Linked DNA regions of Rattus norvegicus: region 1 is linked to region 2. Evidence: chromatin contacts called from public Hi-C data. All regions are on one chromosome and are shown on one strand. Each heading gives the region's core, a stretch centred on a gene start, on an enhancer-like site or on the middle of the called end of the contact. The rest is flanking DNA. Distances are from core to core; before and after follow the strand shown. Region 1 holds the start of Rgs7bp (regulator of G-protein signaling 7 binding protein). Region 2 overlaps Rgs7bp (regulator of G-protein signaling 7 binding protein).

Region 1 (3,635 bases), core at 546-3,045, 60 kb after region 2:
TCTTTTTATCTATCATCCCAACAACACAGCTCACATAATACAGCTTATATGGTCTCATGCATCTGAGAATGATTGGTTATAAAATCTCAGGTTTGTAGAGATCGTTCTGAGGCCTCGGTCACCACAGATTTTTGCCATCATCCCTCCACCAGGTACACAAATTACCACATACAGTCAAGCGTCTCCTACCCTGAGATGGCAGCCAGCTTTTGGTGCGCCTGTCGGGCCATTTCACAGCCTTTGGTCCTTGTCTTGTGCATTTCCGCTCGCAGAGAGGGGCAGCTGACTGAGACGTCCCCAATAGAAATGACCAACTCTCGGTACAGGGCCACTTGCGTGTTGAACTCTTGGACAAGCTGGAAAACAAGCCAGTTTCATTCACCAACACTTATCAGAAACTTAACTATTTTAGTATATATATAAACAGAGATTTCACTGACCTGTGGGCTCGCACCTCAAATCTCCAACTAAGGAGCCTTAGGACTGTTTAAAGCTTAAGGTACAAGGATGGCAAAGTCTCTTTATACAAGGCAATGTTTTTTTTCCCCTCTGCAAGCGAGCCATGGAAGCTCCACTTGCCGTCCCAGTTGCCCCCACATTTAGACTTGTTTTCTGAAGAGCAAGAACATCTATCAAGCCACTCCCAGGCTACAAGAGAGAATGATGCTGGGGACTGAGATAGATGCTCTCTTCTACTTCTAGTATACGGAGTTGGAGTGGCGCAGAAAAACAAGCAAACACAAAACAAACAAACAAGATCAAACCACAAGTAGGACACAACAGGCAAACCTTTCATCTCTTGCTGGACCACTGAACGCTTTTGGCTGGGACCCTGATAGACTGGCCATGTCCTGTCCTCTGCTCTGGGACATTTCATAGTCTCTGCAGCGCTCCTGCGCTCTGTTTGGGTTTGTTTGTTACTGTGTCACCACAAACCCGCACCCCCACCTCTCTCCCTGGTGAGCCAGCCACTTCACCCTCTTTCACCGCCTCTACCATTCTTCCAGGGGTGGAGGCATCACCTACAGCCTCTGACTCCCAGGATCCAGACCCCATGACTCTTGTTTCATCGGGGCCATTTCGACCTGGGTGTCACCCCGCATCTGGGGGAGTACAGATTTAAAAATAGTACATCGTGCACGTGATCGGCATGGGGAGGCTGAGGGTGGGGAGTGGCTGGCACTCAAGCAAAGGATTAAGATACACGATTCCCCAACCACCCCCCCCCCAAAAAAATAAGGTGCAGTTTTTCACCCACCATCTTGCAGTCGTCCAGGGCTCGTTGGGTTTTGTGGGCGCTTTCGGAGCCACTGCCCCTGCGCTCCCAATCTCCGCTCTGCAGCGGAGGCTTGCTGATCTGGAAGATCGAGGAGCGGGTGGACCGGCTGGGGCGCTTTTTGCGCCCATTCGGTGCAGAACTCATGCATACACATCCACGAAGCCGAAGCCGCTGGTGCAGTGCGCCCCGGCGCGGGCGGCCCGGTGGTTGCCCCTGCACGCCGCCGCGGAGCAGCCAGAGCCGGGACCTGAGGCGCGCGCGGCTCACAAGGTTGCGGCTGGCTGCGCGGGTGGGTAACCTTCAGCTTGAAGGAGAGCCGGGGAAGCGCTGCCTGTGCGGTACAGCATCGCTTCCGCTAGCAGCGACGGAGAGGCGCGATCAAGTTCTGCTCAGCAGCATTGCCGGCCCTGTCCCGGGAGCTGGACGCTGCTGGCGCGGGCTTGCACCGCCTTCCTCTCGGCATGGATTGACAGGCTGAGCGAGGAGGAACGCGCCGCCGGGCGGCTCCGAGTTTCCATTCAGATGGGGGAAGCGGCGTTCAAAGCCTGCGCTGCAGGGTGGGGGGCGGGAGGGGGTGTCGCTCTTGCTTCGGTGTCTTCCCGCAGCGGCGTGCGCGGCTCGCCTCTCCCCTCCCTCCACACCCGCCAGACCTGGAAGGGGCGAGCTGTTCCGCAGCAAGCAATTGGCGCTAATACGGCCGCCTTGATCCCTCGTCTCCCTGGGCTTGGGTGTGTGAGGATCCCAGATGAATCCGTGGCGGGACTGGCAGACGCACGGAGTCGGTCCGGCTGACGTTGGTCGTGGCCCCGCACATTGATAGGACAGGAATACTAATGTGATCCATACAATCTCCTTCCCCTCCACAGTTTATGCACTTATCCAATCAAATTCCCGGGAACATCAATTGCAATATTACTTCATCTGCTCTATTATTAGAAACGAAAAGTGTCATCAGAGTGGAGAACATTGCCACATGCTGGGACCTAAACATGGATTTCAAATAAACCGATTGGGGCTTAAGGCCGTCGTCATCTGAGAGGAGACTTTCAGGGGCTAAAGGAGGGAGTGGGGTATTTTGTTTGGAAAGGAAGCTCTCTTGAGAGAGTCCAAGGACAGCTCTGTTGCCCTGAGTTGCTTTTGTTTGATCTTTGTTCCTGGGAGGGGCGAGGAGGTGAAGGCACTCAAGTTGGTACTTATCCTCGCCCCACTTCAGGTGGTTCTGTCAACCCTGCAAGGGTTTACCAACAGAGACTAAAGGAAGTAAGAGCCAACAGATCTCCCCCAACACTCAAGGAGACCCTTTCTCCCTACAGGAGGTCAGAGGCAGAAGCCAATGGAAAGAGGTGAAGGTGTCTTCAGAAAGGGGTGGGCTTGGGTCCCCAGCCAGTCAGTTTTCCCCTGATCAGTGACTTTGTAGCATCCTCCAGGAAGGAAGAGGGAGTGGTAAGGCCATTCATCCAACTCCGATGCCCTGAATACTTGTTTCCGAAGAGGAGTGCTAAGGTAAACTAGTTCCCCTGCCGAAGTAGTTCTGTGCTGAGCAACCCTGGCAAAACAAATCAGTGGTTCTTGGTCATTCAATGATAGGTGAATGTGGTGAATTCACAGAAAGGAGAACCAGCAATAGCCAGGCCAACATTTTAAATGGGAATTAGAGGTTCCTCTAGATTGTTTTCTTTTTTGAAATCTAAATATAATTGCATCATTTGTACCCTTCATTTTACCCCCCCAAACTCTTCCCATGAGCCCCACCCCCCACCCCACGGCTTTAGTTAATTTGTCTTTTAATGGGCAGATAAACACATTGAGATGGTGTTGGATAATAAACAGGCACAGTAGACTGTCGTCTCTGGTCTTGACACAGTCCTTCTAAAACCATTGTACTGTCTGAGTGAACGGGGTGGTGGGAATGTCTTGTTGCAACAAAACCCAATCCTTAAGTAGCTCAGGATTTTCCACTCTGCTCCCAGCTTCCAGAAAAGGGTGAGGGCTGAAGGGAGTTCACCATCCATGGCCATTTCTTCACTGAGTCATGCCAAAAAACGTGTGAGAAACCCCTCACCCAGGTGTCACCTGCAACGTCCACTTTGGGAGCAATAGCCAGTTGCCAAGAGGAAGGACGCCATGCCCAGAGCAGACAGGACACAAAAGCAGCATCTTCTACCTTGTTCTTCTCAAAAGCATATGTGCATATTGTTTCAGAATTCCATACATGCATATAACATTCCTCTATTGCTTCCTCTCTAGATCCTGGACCATCCTGCATTACTATTCCCTCCCACCATTTTCTGTGTTCTTTTTCTTTTCTTTTTAAACCCACTGAGACCACTTAGTGATACCCTGCGTGTATGGGAAT
Region 2 (3,850 bases), core at 1,024-3,523:
CAGTATCAACAACTAAATAGGGTCTTAGGTAGCCCAGGCTACCCTCAGACTCTTGGTAGCTAAAGCTGGCCTTGAACTCTTTAGGTTCTGCTTCTGCCTCCCTGGTCCAGGGATGACAGGCAAGCACCAGAACAACATCTCACTTCCTGGGAAGCATGAAATACACTTAGGTTATTTGCATAGCAAACAAAAGTTGAATTATGGGAGAAGGACTTGAAATAAAAAGAATAAATAATAATAAACATAGGCCAACAGAGGAAAGCAAAAACCCAAATGAACAAACAAACAAAAACCCAATTCATACACTTGAAAATGCTTTAGGATAAATGACAAGAACTAAGGAAACACTGACATTAAGATAAAAGGAGACCCGAGGACTCCCCATGAGTTACTTTGTAACTTTTCGATGTTACTCTTGCTCCCTCCAAAGGACTCACTTCCTGAAATCAAAGTTTCCATCACAAGAGTCACCCCTCTGGCGATGCTTATATAATTCATGCAAAGAAACTTTATGAGTTAATGAATATATTGTAATATTTTTTTCCATAGTGACTTCAAGCCAAGAGACAAACTGACGATTTTGATTAATTGGAAGGCCTCAACGTTTATAGAGAAAAAACCCTAAGAATCAGTTCCAAGAAGATATCAAGAACTCCAATTTTGAAGCTCAAGTTAAACCCAGAACCATTTAAAAGAAATCCCAAATTATAACTGCTTTCAACCAACTCCTAAGTTCACCCACGAAAGCTTGAGTGGTCCAACTGCATGAGGACTTGAAAGCAGGTACCACTCAAGGCATCTTTTGAAATGGAAACTCTCAACTGTGAAGGCCCTTGCCTTGTAAATAAAAGCAATAGGATGAGGGCCTCCTGGAAGGACTGAAAGGAAAACCATTCTGATAACCCCAAAGGCGGTGAGCAGCAACAAGACAGAGACTCTGGCGTACTGTCAGTAGGAGTTAAAAAAATGGCCCAAGCCCTTTGGAGGAAACTGACAACCTCTTATAAAACTGAATATACATTAATTCCATGACCTGGTAGTTTCATTCCTAAGTATTTGCCCAAGACTGACAAAAACAATGATGGATAGATCCATACAAGAATGCTTGCTGGATTTACTTGGAAGAACCCCAAACTGGAAATAGCCTAATTGTCTATCAAGTGGAAAAGAGCTAAAGGATATAGTATATTTCTAAAAGGTATCATTAAACTCAACAATCAAAAGTAGCTAACTCCTTGTGCTCAAAACATGAGTGTATCTTAGAAATATGATCTTGACAGAAAATCCTTACCGGGAAAAAGCAAAGCAAATCTCCATTCACCTGAAGATGGAGAAGGGAAAGAAAGAGGTGATGAAGTATCCTAAAGTGATCCTAAAATGATGGCTGAAGGCCAGAGCAGGCTGAGACTCCACATCTCTAGGGTGAGTGAGATGGTGTTCATGTTCGACAAAATCCGCCGAATGGCACACTGAATATTAGTGTATTTACTGTATGCACTCAGTACTTTCACACGGACCTGGGTGGCTCCAGGAATTCATGACTTACTTAGGAGTAAAGTTGGCCGATGTTTGCAATTCCAGAAAAGCTGTATGAGTTGTTGGCTGGACAGAGGGATGAACCGGCAGTTAGGTGTACGATGAAGCAATATATACAGAATAAGACGTTAGTTGTGGGCTCTAGTTTGTGGGTAGGTACTTACTCTGCCCAAATAGTCAATGGTGTAAATGGGACCAAATAACTGGGAAGCATGACAGCTGCTGAGGTCAAGGTCAGGAGTTACGCTGGGCATTTGTGTGAGGATGCACATCTTGGCCCTAAACTTATCTGCTCCTTTTTGCTGACGTTACTAGACGTTGGTGGTCTCTGCAATCATTAATAACTTTTGAAAAAATGAGCGACATGTTTGTTGCCTTGGTAGTGTGTCCCTCATAAAAGGAATTGCTCACGGAAGTGAAGGCACAGGGACAACCACAGGAAAAAGAGCTGGAGTCAGAAAACAGACATCTAGAATTTTTTTTTTTTTTATCTTAGGAAAACCACTTTGAGTTCTCAGAGACTGGTATCCTCTCTGTGAAATAGAAGAGCAATGGAGGAAAACCACTCAAGGTCACTGCAAGGATCCAGTGAGACTCCGGGTGGGCAAACAAGAATGAACGGTTGTCAGAAGCCAGCTGCAATCCATCTTACATCAAAGTTGTGCTTACTTAACTGTGTCTGTCACAGAATAGTCCTTGTTTCCGTGCAGTTCCCATAATAGGCTTTGGTTAAGGGAATGTACCGTTCAACTGAGGAACCATGGGGTGAGAAGGTGACCCACCAACGACTATTCAGCCTGTCACAGATTTTAGTGAGGACAGATAAACACTCGGGTGTCACCTTGCACAGATGGGAAGCAGAACTTCCACCAGAGCGAAGATAGCCTTTTGGAATTAATTCTGCTTTTGATTATCAAGCCAAATGGCAGAAAATGTCGCAGGAAACCGAGTGGGACCAGAGAAGAGGGGTGGAACTCTTTGACAATGAAGGAGAACGCTCTTCAGGATATCACTCCCAAATATCTGCTTCGATTTTTCAAGGATGGATTGTGCATTCATTTTAAAGCAACTTTAACCCTAACCATGGCTTAGTGATGGCTATTTCTCAAGATGCTCCCCTAAGTCTATATCATCAAAAGCTAGATAGTGAAATCATAAGAGAACAGTGTATGATCTAGTAATTATTTTAGGTTTCAAATTCTTGAAGGTCAGAAACACAGAAGAGAAGCCAGAGACCTATCCAGTGACTGTGTCACTTTATACACAATAGAGGCCCCCATAAAAGAGAGAAATCCAAGTTATCCAGGAGGCCAGAGACAAGGAAATTTCCCACAAGCTCACAAGCTTCCTCCTGAGAATTCTTTTTTTTTTCTTCTTCTTTTCTTTTTTTCCGGAGCTGGGGACTGAACCCAGGGCCTTGCGCTTGCTAGGCAAGCGCTCTACCACTGAGCCAAATCCCCAAACCCCCTCTTGAGAATTCTTATGGACCTGTGCATTAGGTGGAAACCTGTACTTTGCTCACAGAGTCTTTGCAGGTTTGGTGCCCCCAGGAACCTTTGCAAAAGCAACTGAAGCATCATCTCCTCTCTCACTTCACAGCATGTTATTACATGGGACCATATGGCTGGCTCTGTGACTTCCTCCGCAGTGAGCTGAGCCTGGATCAAGCTCTGCCCCGAAGCGCTTAAAGTCAGTCATAAATGAGACTTGACTTTTAAAGGCAAGAGGGAACTCGGTGTGCAATCGCGTTATGGGAGCAACTTGGTATCCTTTATGTAAAACACCGGGGCTCTGAGGGGCTGTTCGCTGTGTAGCTTCAGCCCAGTCTCGCCTTCTTGTTGCCTCTGCTTTTGCCAGAATCTTGGCTGTTTCTTCATGATACTTTGGAGAACTCATGAGGAACTAATGAGTAGCATTACCACGAGTCTTGTTATTTTTATTTTTCCATTTTAAAAGTGAAAGCTCTATTTAAAACAAGTAGCCATCACTGTTCTGACATTATAATACCTATGCTGAGATAAAGTTAAAATATTACTATTGAATTGTACCTTATCTCTTACTTTCCATAAGTGCTACTTTCATGGTAGGAATGAGAAAGTTGGGGATAGGTGTAGACACTGTCAAGCAGTAGTTCTCAACCTTCCCAATGCTACGACCTTTTAATACAGTTTCTCATGTTGTGGTGGCTGGCACAACCATGAAATCATTTTATTGCTATGTCATAAGCTTGATTTTGCTATTGCTATGAAGTGTAGTGTAAATATACAATACATAGGGTATCTGATATGTGACTCCAAGGGTCGCGACCCATACA

The links. Hi-C and Micro-C count contacts between places; a contact is called where the count stands out from the background.
Region 1: a contact with region 2 is called in a Hi-C map of frontal cortex, with 2.3 times the contacts expected there. The contact joins the promoter of Rgs7bp here to the enhancer-like site in region 2. A contact is called at or near these places in 2 of 12 Hi-C or Micro-C datasets (frontal cortex and kidney).

The regions. Positions count from the first base shown.
Region 1 is chr2:37,963,458-37,967,092 of GRCr8, forward strand. It overlaps Rgs7bp (regulator of G-protein signaling 7 binding protein), which reads right to left and starts at 1,796. Exons shown (of 6, transcript NM_001012347.1): 1 at 1,259-1,796; 2 at 190-356. The coding sequence starts at 1,423.
Region 2 is chr2:37,902,663-37,906,512 of GRCr8, forward strand. The region is part of intron 2 of Rgs7bp (regulator of G-protein signaling 7 binding protein); the gene reads right to left. Among named protein-coding and RNA genes, the nearest start is that of Rgs7bp, 61 kb to the right of the region's middle. Within about 2 kb of position 2,274, at least 6 of the 93 cell types and tissues checked have an H3K27ac peak or open chromatin away from gene starts, as enhancers often do.